2 separate regions of the Mus musculus genome follow, and region 2 is linked to region 1. A link is a contact called in public Hi-C data. All regions are on one chromosome and are shown on one strand. The core of a region is the stretch at or near the end of the contact, and the rest is flanking DNA. Distances in the headings are between cores, read along the strand shown.

Region 1 (6,368 bases), core at 3,723-6,222:
TGATAGCGTTGGTTTATTCATAGTCCTGACTCGCCACCTGAACAAACGGAACCTCATATCTTATTCTAGGAAAATAAGAAAACTTTGCAAAAAGCCACCAAAGTTCCCGAATGGAAATCAAATGCAAATGTGTAGCTCAAAACTGTTTCAGGATGTCACTGTAAGAATGGAGGTGTGGCATGGCTATGAATGTGGCTGTCTCCTAGTCCATAGGGACAATGTTCTCTATGAAAGGACACACGGGGGTTGTGGCTCCCAAGCAGCCAAGGCAGCTGCAATTCTGAGGCTCACATGAGAAATGCTGGCGCCCATGCATTTTATCGAACGTTAAGTCTGTTTCACACACAATATGAAGTAAAATGCCCCTTTTAAATTTTGTTTCTTGGTTCAAAATATTCAGTCAGTTCCCCTCCAGGCACTGCACCCTGTCTTACTGTCCTTGAACGTATAGGTAGTTGTCCCTGTCACCCAACCTGCACAGGCCAACACTGCATCGATTGGGGTTTGCTGACCTTAACATTACAGCTTTCTTCTGTGGTTTTGGTCCCTGAGGATTTTGGAAGTTAAATCACAAATCATTATAAATATGTTCCTAGGTATTTAACTAGGCCCATAACCTGGAAGCTGAGACTAAGAATCCTGAATTCCAGATCCTCCTGAGCTATATTGATAGGATCCTATCTCACATTTTTAAATGATCTGTGTCACCGATGTGATGTCCCTAACATGGCCCATAGACCCCAAATAGTTATTCTGGAGGAATAAGTATTCACACTACTACTCCACGCTTTCAAACAAATGTCTTTCCGAAACTCTGTTCATATAGCTTAATTTTTACAATTTATAAATAATAAAGACTTACAATTTTTAATCAAGTTGTAATTTTTTCTATAGATAAATTATAGGAGCTGTGTTCTACTATATCTGAGATTATTTTTAGGTTTGATGAGGCTTTAAACTTAGTAGTTGGTACTGTTGTCTCACTGAAAAAGTGCTCAGTAAATTCCCATCACAGTATTTTTTTTTTCTTTCATCTTCTTGGAAGCCTAATAGAAATTACTAAGTTCATTACTACAGGCACCGGTTATAGGGGGATGTGCTGTGTGGGAAATAAGAAATAGGAGACAGGCTGAAGGCTGCCTCCTTCCAAGAGACAGCAAAGACCAGAATGAGCCAAGGAGTAGTGGATCAAAAGCAGAATAAAGCTTATCAGAGAAAGATATTATTAGAAGTATTTAGAAGATCCTCCAACACAAGCAAGGGGATAGGCCAGTGTGTATGAAATAAGTACGCAGACATATTGTTCATAGTTTGTCAAAGGCAGAGACATCACCCTAGGCTGGAGCCCAGCACTGTTGCTGTCTTGTAACTAACAGACAAATGACCATGGAACACCTAATGGGCAATGAGTCAGTCGGTCATAGACAGCGGAGTCTGCTCTGAGCCTGGGGATCAAGACCAGTTACCTGATTGAAGTTGAAGGGAAGAAGATCTCAGTTAGCACAGGCACAGGCCCATCTGAAACCAGTTGGTGAGAGGGGTGAAATCAGACTGGAGAGTGAATGCCAGACGAATGTCTTTAATCGGTAGCCCAAGGGCAGTGGCAAGCCGATGGAGAATTGCGAGCACACAATCAGATTCCCATTTAAAACTATCCTTCTGACTGTCCCGAAGAAAATGGGCAGCATTGGAAGAATTGAGAACAGTTAAAGAGGTTGTAGAAGCAATAAAGGCACGCTATGGTGGTGACAGAGACGACAGAATAGATGGGAGATGTAATTAGGAAGCAGATCCAACAGGACTTGGTGGTGTGTGGACTGGCAAAGAGGGCCAGTGAATTCTTTCCTTTCTCAGACTTGTAGTCTAGCCAGACATCTGTAATTGGATGGATTGTGGTCCAGGACAATACAGGTTTAGAACACTGGAGACTGGGCTGAGTTGTAAACACTGACACTCCTGCTCCCCAGCATCCGTGTGGAGAGGATATATATAACTGTGGGTAAAGCCAGGTTTCTTTGGCAGTCTCCAGCATGGCACTGGCAGAGCCAGTGTTGATGCTGAGTATGAGAGAGCATGGGAAAGCAGAACGTCCCATGTGAGAGACAGTCCAAAGGGTTTGAAAAACGCACACATACCCCATGTTACAGGCAAACCACCCGGCAAGACTTCCGATTGACTCTGTTTACCCAGACAGCACTATACTTAGTGGAGTTGGGGTGTGTGTTGTTTGTTGTTAAGAAACAAACGATTCTATGTAAAACAAAACTTGCTGCGAATTCAATGTTTAAGAACAGCAGCATGCCAACCTGTGGGGGGTGGGGAAGGAGGGAGAGAGAGAGAGAGGGAGAGAGAGAGAGAAAGAATGAATGAGATCACAAACACTCAAATCCCACCTTCAACATTCCCAAACAGTGCCACCATGTGCCCATGCTTCTTGAGCTCCATGTCCTAGCATGTCACATACAACATAAAATAGCATGTGTGTTCATGTCCCATGGGGCTCAGACCTAAAAAAGTAGGGTGGATGAAAGTTGTCAGCTGGAACTTAAGATTTGACGATGTTTCTTTCCCTTTAAGTGACCTTTGTGTACGTGGGTGTCTTGTCTGCATGTATTCCTACGGACACACCAGAAAAGGGGCATCAGGTCCCAAGACGACAGTTGCAAGCTGCCAACGTGAGTGCTGGGAATTGAACTCAGGACACCTCTGGAAGAGCTGTCAGGGCTCTTAACGAGCCATTTCTAGCCTCTTGACTGATCCTTTTGATTGGAAATAGGTCAAGTACCTCTGCCTTACCTTTAGAAAGTAAAACATCAGAGATTCTGTTATTTGTTCATGAAAAGTCAGTCATAGGGAAATGGCCAGGTTGGTTGATTACGAGAAAGACCATAGCCACTTTCCATGTATTGCTGGAAGCAAACACATGGCACCTCCACATGGCACCTGAACAGTTACAAGAAAAGCAACACTGAGAAGGGCCTTTAAAGGAACCTTTAAAACATGGAAGTTGTGCACATTTTGCACATGGAAAAGCTGGCTCTGAGGAGCTGAGTAACTTGTTACTGGGGCTGGTCATGAAGACTGTATTAGAGAACTTACTGCCTTTGGTTTTGTTGAACTCAAATTGGACCGTGTGATCAAATGGCCTGAAAACTTCCCATGTCATTTAGAAGACACCCCCAGACCCCCTCCCCTTTCCCTGAAGACTGAATGTAAAACAGTTAAGGGCAAAGGAACTTCTTGGCACCTTCGCAGCCCACCTAAGTGGAAAGAGTTGGGTGAGTATTATTCCAAGGACGGCTTCCTTCTGTCCTGTTCTGAGGTTTTGTCTCCGTGTGACTCTATGTACCCAACATTCCTTCCCTCTATTGCGCAGTTCCCTGCTCACCTTTCAAAACAAGTGGGCTAGAGAGATGGTGGCTCAGCAGCTGAGGGCACTGACTGGATCTTTCAGAGGACCCGGGGGAGAGTCCCAGCACTCAAAATTCTTCAGGTCTCACCTTCATGTTAAAGCCTTGATGTTTATCCAATGAGGTTGTAAGGTCTCTCCAATCTGTATTCACATTAAATGAGCTACATAAAACAGGAATTGGTGTTCCTGTATCTTCAGTATCTGGCTTTTCTGAATAATTCATGCATCATGTGTATGGAAAAGGAAGTGTCTTAGTTAGGGTTTCCATTGCTGTGAAGAGATACTATAGCCAAAGCAACTCTTAGAAAGAACAACATTTCATTAGGGCAGGCTTACAGGTTCAGTCCGTCATTATCAAGCATTCAGGCAGACATGGTGCTGAAGGAGCCGAGAGTTCTACATCTTGATTCAACGGCAGCCAGGAGAAGACTGAATCTCTATTCCCCATGCTATGTGGAGCTTGAGCTTAGGAACCTAAAAGCTCACCCCCACAGTGACAACACGCGTCCTCTAATAAAGCTACACCTCCTCCAATAAGGCCACACCTCCTAATAGTGCCACTTCCCATGGGCAAAGAATGTTTAAACTATCACAGGAAGAATTGCCAGAATGTTTTCTAGACAAAGGCCCACAGTTACAAGAGCCCGTGTTTCTCCAAATGTAAAGCACTTTATGTGTCAGTCATTCTCAAGCTTTCTAATGCTGAGACCCCTTAATTCAGTTCCACAGTTCCTCGTGCTGTGGTGACCCCCAACCATAAACTCATATTCTTTGCTACTTCATAACCGTAACTTTGCTACCGCTATGAATCATAATGTAAATATGTTTTCTGATGGCCTTAAGTATCCCCTGTGAAAGGGTTGTTCAACCCCTAAGGAGCCACAAACCACTTGTGTACCACTTGTGTATATGGTTCTGAGAGCAGCCCCTCCAAAGCCCCTCCTTGTTACTAATTTGCAAAAGACATTGAATTGCTTGTTCTAGTTGGTGAGAGTGTGTCTTGGCTTAATATGCATGTTATTATATCGTGGTAGAGGGTTTATACGGGTGAGATCTTGAGTTTCAGGGTTTATTGGAAACTCTTCTTGGAGTTTGATTTTAGGCAACTGAAGCAAAGACTCCTCTCCCCTCCCCTCTATACCCCTCCCCTCCCAACTCTACTTTTCATCAGTGAATTTTGTTCATATAAGTTTCCTGACCAACCTCCAAAACTTCTTATAGAATTATTTATACAAATCTCTCAATTTTATCCCCTTAAAATACTTTTAAAACTTCCTTGCAGAAAGTTCTTTTCCCTCCCATTAAAAAGAAAAAGCCCTTCAGACAAAGCACGCGACAATACCTATATGTTATAGCCTGTCATCTCTCTCAAAGCTGCAAGGAAAAGCTGTGTGTGTTTCCCTTAGCTTTGCTCTAAGAGACTGGATGTATCTCAGGAAAAGACACCCAGTCGTGGTCCCCGCCATGCCCTTGCTTCAGTGAAAGACCCATCTTTGAATGGGTGTGCAGCAGCAAGGTCGCTGGCCCTCCCGTGACAGTGACCAGGGAGGCCAAGGGTTCATCTTCAGAGAGTGCTGAATCCTGCCAGTGACAGAAGTCAGCGCAGTAATGTATTCAAGAAAGCCTAAGGGTTTTACTTCTCAATAAGGCTGGAAAAAAATCTGAGCACCCCACTGTGAGCTTATCATAATGCGCTTCATAGAGAAAGTTGGTAATTAGTCCCCGAGTGAATAAAGTATTGCGGAGGAGAATTGATACTTCGAGGGAAGGCAAAATGCTCCTGCAATCATCAAATTTTAAAGGCTGTAGGAAGGGTGTGGGGACGCCTCTGCCTGTTTACGTATCGTCTCCAACGCTGAATTTGTAATCACTAGTGTTTTGTTTTGTATTTTTCAATTGTATGAGGATGAAGGTTATGTAAATTCCAAAGGAGTGCAGAGTGCCAAATGCAAGAGATCAGGTGCCATGGAGCCAGGGTTGGGGTGGCTATTCTGGCCAGTATCACTCTTGCCTTCTAGTTGGGGTTTGCTGCTGCAGTCCAGGTATTTCACAACACTTTTTACTAGGGAAACCGAACTGCAAATCTCAGTGCTTGTATATTTAAATTCGTTGCATTTGAAAAGGCCTGAACTTGTGTAAAAACTAATTCAGAGGTTGATGTCAGAATACACTCAAGTTTTTGAACCCTTCCTAAAGAAGAAAGACCATATCACAGGAAATCCCAAGTTTCCTGGAGGGAGGCGTTTCCACCTATATTTTGGCGTTACCTTTCGGTTGCTTTTAGGTCCTTGTTAGCTAGTCTCTGGACCATTGGTTGGAAAAAAACAAGGTTTATCTTTCAGGTCCAGAGATTCAAGAGACACGACCTTAGGTGCCCACCCCCCCATTGTAATTCCCATGCTGCTCATGGAACAGCGACCAAGGAAGGGAAACCCTCATTGGTAAAACACGAAAAGCAAGTCTCACTATCTATCTGGACTACAAAACCAAACCAAGGGTAGCAAGTGAACACTGTGACCTGTAATATAATATACCTTATTGCCATTTTTCAAAAGTTATGGTTATGTGTGTGTAAAATTTTCCAAAAATTAGTTTCTAATTGAAAAAGAAAGCACACTGGTTCCCAGGATCATAAAAAGGGGCCTTTCATGATTACAGTTCACCAGTCTTGTGAAAATACACCAACAGTGAAAAAGAACGGTAATTAGTGTATTTTCTGAGGATACCTTGACTAATGTGTGGTCCTCTCCCCAGAAGCTTGGGGTCTCTGTGGGGAAATGGAACTGTAGGGAAATGGACAGTTTAATAGATGGCGGGAGGCGCCTCCGAGCAGGGAAGAGTGCAATGATGCGGCAACTGCTCGCCAGCAAGGGAGAACCAGCTAACCTACCATGCCCTCCTTTCTCTTCCCCTCGCCTGAATGGACTTCACTGTCCTGGTTTTTAATGTAGCAAGA
Region 2 (5,867 bases), core at 2,402-4,901, 160 kb before region 1:
CATGTAAATCCCAAGATATCACCGGATCTAAGCCACAGGTGACATGGCAAGGAGAGAAGAGTCACCACAAAGCAAACACTGCATGAACCCCACTTACAGAAACACAGACGTTTAGGGGGGAATCGTTTGATCATCTCTCTGCCTAGGCAACATCTTAGAAAGCTCTAGATCTCAACTGGAGAGTAGAAGAAGCAATGGGTGCACAGCCTGAAGAATAGAAGAAGACAGACAGGTAAAACAAGGACAACTGGTTGCAGCATGAGTGCAAAGAACAGAAAGAAGCACAGGCACAGGTGGCGACTCAAGGGTAGACACTGGGTGGCACAGGATGCCGCTGGCCAGAATTTATCTTCCAATGGACCTGGAACTCCATCTTCTGTGGGATCACTGACCAAGCCCACCTCTGGAGGCCCCGCCTTACCTGCACTGACCAAGCCCACCTCTGGAGGCCCCGCCTTACCTGCACCTGCAGCGCTTTAGACCTGTGCTGCTCTCTATTGAGGTTGACTGTGACTTGCGTACAACGATAAAATCACCGGGTCCTACATATCTCACGTTGCCACTTTTCCAGGCTGCTTTGTGGATCGGCAGCGTCCCCTGAGGAAACGGCTGTCAGAACAAGTTAACCCTAAAGTGGAACGTGGAGTTTGAGGTGCAATCTTTAACTCACTGGGCTGTAGAGGAAAAGATGCTGCTGAACCTTCATTTCCCTCCCTGTGACGTGTGGGCGCGACAACCCCCTTCCGTGTGCAAGAAGATTAAATGAAATGAGTGCCTTGATGCATCATCCCCCCCCCCAGTCTGAGTTTCACCTGTGTCCAGCAGATTCTTCAATCTGGACAAGATGATTATAAAATAGGTCCTGGGGCTGGAGAGATGGCTCAGAGGTTAAGAGCACTGACTGCTCTTCCAGAGGTCCTGAGTTCAAATCCCAGCAACCACATGGTGGCTCACAACCATCTGTAATGAAATCTGATGCCATCTACTGGAGTGTCTGAAGACAGCTACAGTGTACTTACATATAATAAATAAATAAATAAATAAATAAATAAATAAATAAATAAATAAATATTTTTTTAAAAGAAGAAGCTGAAAAGTAAAGAAATAAAGACAGCTAGATAGGCAATTCTTTTTGTTGGTGGTGGTTTGGTTTGGTTTTTCAAGGCAGGGTTTCTCCGTGTAGCCCTGGCTATCCTAGAACTGGCTCTGTGGACTAGGCTGGTCTCGAACTCAAGAGTGCTCTGATCAAAGGTGTGTGCCACGACCATTTGGTTGGCAATGACCAATGACTTTTAAAATAGAGCTATGAAGAGAGAAACTATCATCTACCACCTACTCATCTACCACCTTTGGGTCGTTTGTTTGATACAGGGTCTCTAAAGCCTGGCTGATCTTAAACATTTGGAAGCACAAGATTGCATCAAACTCTCAACAATCCTCCTGCCTCACCCTCTCAAGTGTTGGAATTTACAAGTGTGAGCCACTACACCTTTTGAGTTTGTTGTGTTTTATTTTTTAAATTTTTTTTAATTTTTTATTAGGTATTTAGCTCATTTACATTTCCAATGCTATACCAAAAGTCCCCCATACCCACCCACCCCCACTCCCCTACCCACCCACTCCCCCTTTTTGGCCCTGGCGTTCCCCTGTACTGGGGCATATAAATTTTGCGTGTCCAATGGGCCTCTCTTTCCAGTGATGGCCGACTAGGCCATCTTTTGATACATATGCAGCTAGAGTCAAGAGCTCCGGGGTACTGGTTAGTTCATAATGTTGTTCCACCTATAGGGTTGCAGATCCCTTTAGCTCCTTGGCTACTTTCTCTAGCTCCTCCATTGGGAGCCCTGTGATCCATCCATTAGGTGACTGTGAGCATCCACTTCTGTGTTTGCTAGGCCCCGGCATAGTCTCACAAGAGACAGCTACATCTGGGTCCTTTCGATAAAATCTTGCTAGTGTATGCAATGGTGTCAGCGTTTGGATGCTGATTATGGGGTGGATCCCTGGATATGGCAGTCTCTACATGGTCCATCCTTTCATCTCAGCTCCAAACTTTGTCTCTGTAACTCCTTCCAAGGGTGTTTTGTTCCCACTTCTAAGGAGGGGTATTTTTTAAATTTTTAAAGAGTATTAGTACATAAGAGTCAATGCTCAAAAGTGTATAGCACATATCTGTAAGCCCAGGGCTTGGAGGGCTGCGGCAGAGCCAGGGTTATGAGTTCAAGATCAACCCAGACAAAATAGAAAGACCCTGTCTCCAAAAGGAGGACAAAGGGAGGAGCTTGTCTTCTGCTTCCATAGAGCCTCTCAGCCTGAAAGGCCGCAGGACCCACTGGGCTTTTGGCATTGTAAACGTGCTTTGTCAGGTGACACACCTTGTGACACTGGCTCGGGCTTCCTACCCATGGAAATCTGTCTAATCTCACCCAAAATATTCTAAATAACAGGCAGATAAAATGGTTTCTCCAATAGCAGTGTGTGGAGGTCACACCTTTAACCCTAGGGCTTGGGAAGTAGAAGCAGGCAGATTTCTGAGTTCCAGACCAGTCAGGTCTATAGAGTTCCAGAACAGCCAGGGCTACACGTTGAAAACTTGTCTTCAAAATACAAACAACAAAAACACCAGATAGCTGCTCCTCACATAAAGTCACTCACAGCTAAAACTGATGTCCTCAGTTCCAAATCCAGAACAATGAACTCCTGCAAGTTGTCCTCTGACATGCTCACGTGCGCATGTATACACACACACACACACACACACCAAGTAAGAATGATTTTTTTTATATAATTCAAATTAGTAGATTTAGCCGGGCGTCGTGGCACATGCCTTTAATCCCAGCACTGGGGAGGCAGAGGCAGGAGGAGTTCTGAGTTCGAGGCCAACCTGGTCTACAAAGTGAGTTCCAGGACAGCCAGGACTATACAGAGAAACCCTGTCTCGGGGGAATAAAAAATTAGTAGATTTAAAGTTGGGGCACATTCATCTTGTAATGGGTATAGAGTATTAGGTCATCTCTCTCAGGACACCAGTAAGTATGGAGCAGAGAGAACTGGTCAGAGTAATGAAGTCTTTGAGGTACAAAGCTTGCCACTATTAAATCTCTTCTGAGAAATGGGGTGAGCCTGCCAAGTTCGTTGCGTGGACAACTGTGAAGTGGGAATACTCGCTGGCCACATGGCTGTTGTGGTTGAGAGAGATAGTGGGTGTTTTATCTAGCCTTCAACTTTACCAGAACCAGAGGATGACATAATGTGGGGCTCCTCCTATCAGGGCTTGTTAGCAAAACTCCCTGACAGAATCACAGTTTCACAACCCCTGCAGCCTGCATGGATCAATACAGAGGAACTCACAGACTCGGCATGTCGTTATCCAATGACTAATCACACTTGTCGGGACCATTTCAGGAGTATCCTGGTCACACTGAAGTCTACTCAAATTGCCTGCCATGTAAGAACTGGAAAAGAAACTGCTCACTGGTTTAGTGCCTGAAGTATCAGAAAGAAGGTGTGTTTATGGACTTGGTCAACGAAGTACAGCAGCCTAGAGATAAAGCATTGTGGAGAAATGCCAGCCAAAGCGAGCTACAGCTTTGGGAAGTCCGGCCAATCAGCCTGAGGCCACCCTGCATGGAGATAAGGCCTCTCTTCCCAGCACTCTCCAGCAGGTGCCACCCACTGACCAAACCCAACCAAGAACCAGGTGGGGGCTGGAGCAGTATCCTGGGCCCTGGAGCAGGGTAGAGGAGTAGCAGGGCAAATGGAAAGTATGCAACACCAGTGGAAGTCAGAACTGTTTCACCTGTCCACCCATCACTGAGGAGTGCCAAGATAAAGCTATTTGCTTCAACTCCCCTCCCCAGCAGTTCTAATGTAAAAATGGGGGAACACATTAATGCCAATAGTGATTTTCATATGCTTAAACATGATCTCTTAGTTCACCCCTCCAAATGTATTTGTGCTTAAATCCCCAAGAGGTATTTATTTATTTTCATCCTACAAAGAATGCCTGCTGTTGAGTGGCAACATTTTTTTTTCTGCTCCGTTTTTGCTCTTTACAAACCAGGTGAGCAATGCACTTACTTTGAGAGATGCTCGGGGGTTTGGGCTGCTTGTGAGCCCTGGAAATATTGATCAGTTTAAAATATTTGGACACTTGCATCTCCTGAATGTGCTTACTGCGGCCCTTCTCCTGGGCAGGCCTGGAGAGCGCCCGGCATTTTTGTTATCATGATGAATTACCCTCCCTGGTAGGTCACTCTTTTTTACCTGAAGTCACAATTTGCTCCTTCTTTAGGTCACAACCTGATTTTTTCAGGGTGACAGATTTATTGCTTGCTTTGTACTCCCAAAAAACAAATCGCCAACACTGCTCAAAATCCAATCCTGCCTCAGGATAGCCCCAGATTATCCCAGTGAGGAAGAAAACCCTGGCTTCTGAGGCTCTTTCCATACTGCACTGAATCCAAGAAGGAAGGAGGATGCTGGGGTGAATCACATTGCCAGAACAGCAATTGCTTGTTAGTAGAGTCTGGGGGAACCATCTTTGCAGGATGCTCCAAAGAGCAGAGCAAAGAACTTCTCTGACTTCAACACACTTTCCTGGGCCATTAAATAAGTGGGAGTGCCCTGTAAAATGTACCTAAATCCCAAGACTGGAGCTGGGACATTTCTGGGTTAGGAAAAGTGATGTCGTAGAAGTGTCACAAAATCGACTAGAATTGGCCGGGCAGTGGTGGCACAAGCCTTTAATCCCAGCACTTGGGAGGCAGAGGCAGGGGGATTTCTGAGTTTGAGGCCAGCATGGTCTACAGAGTGAGTTCTGGGGTAGGGGCATGGGGGGATGGGGGGGGGTGAGGAGCAGACTAGGATTGAAGTGGTGAGCATTCTGCTTCAGGTAATAAGAAGTGTGTTTAAAAATTCAACACACAAGGGCACACTTCCTCCAACAACGGGCCACGCTCTCCATCTCCAGCCCTGCCCCTAGGCTAACCAGCATTGTCCCCTTCAGAAAGGAGTTCCTCCCTAGACAGGGTCCTCAAACCGCAAATGCTAACGGGGAAGTTGAAATAGCACTGTTGTTCCTGGCATTCTACAGCAGAGATCCTGTTAGACAGGCCAGAAGTGAGGGGCTCGCTCACACACCAGAACCAGCCCGCCTTCAAATTCCTGCCTCTGCCTTGCCTTCTGATCTGTGACCTTGTGAAAGTCATTAAATCACTCCACTCTGCCAGGTAGCAGTCAGAGGCAGAGGAACAGCTGTAAGTTCAAAGTAAGCTTTATCCATCTTGCAAGTTTCACACCTACAAACCCAGCAAGGCTATGAAATGAGAGCATGTCTCAAAATGAATAAATAAATAAAAATAAAAACAAGCAGTGGTGAACTCTAATTCCAGCACTCAGAAGGCAGAGGCAGGCAGATCTTTCTTTGAGTTTGATGCCAGCCTGGTCTATAGAGTGAGTTTCAGAACTTCCAGGGCTACACAGAGAAACCCTGTCTCAAACAAATAAACAAACAAAGACAAAAAAGGCCACAAGATGTCTCAAAGGTTGTTGGCATCAAGGAGAAAAGGGAGAGAAATGACCCCATAGTGAATTTTCCTCTGACCTCCACACATGTGCCATGTGCACAATAAATAAACAAATGAAAAAAATGTTTAAATGAATATAAAATAAAATAAGGTAAATATAAATAATTATGGACTAAGCCTCTTGAGGTTTGAGGCTGTGTACTGGGTTTTAAATTTTTAATCTGGTGGTGGTAAGGTGCTATCTCTTATCATTTTTAATTTACATTTTGTAAAATTATGATTTTTTTATCTCTTAATATTTCCCACTCAATTGTTGTTAGTCCCCCCTCCTACACCTAC

Evidence for each region. A called contact is a pair of places that touch in the nucleus more often than the background predicts.
Region 2: a contact with region 1 is called in a Hi-C map of liver, with 4 times the contacts expected there. The contact joins two enhancer-like sites. A contact is called at or near these places in 12 of 484 Hi-C or Micro-C datasets (embryonic stem cells, liver and nephron progenitors), 1 of 115 datasets of contacts at active chromatin or transcription factors (embryonic stem cells) and 1 of 9 other capture datasets (embryonic stem cells).

The regions. Positions count from the first base shown.
Region 1 is chr1:136,848,020-136,854,387 of GRCm38.p6, reverse strand. The region is part of intron 8 of Nr5a2 (nuclear receptor subfamily 5, group A, member 2); the gene reads left to right. Among named protein-coding and RNA genes, the nearest start is that of Nr5a2, 110 kb to the left of the region's middle. Within about 2 kb of position 4,972, at least 2 of the 459 cell types and tissues checked have an H3K27ac peak or open chromatin away from gene starts, as enhancers often do. A contact at or near this core is called in liver, where this site is marked.
Region 2 is chr1:137,008,190-137,014,056 of GRCm38.p6, reverse strand. No RefSeq gene overlaps it. Among named protein-coding and RNA genes, the nearest start is that of Nr5a2, 51 kb to the right of the region's middle. Within about 2 kb of position 3,651, at least 14 of the 459 cell types and tissues checked have an H3K27ac peak or open chromatin away from gene starts, as enhancers often do. A contact at or near this core is called in liver, where this site is marked.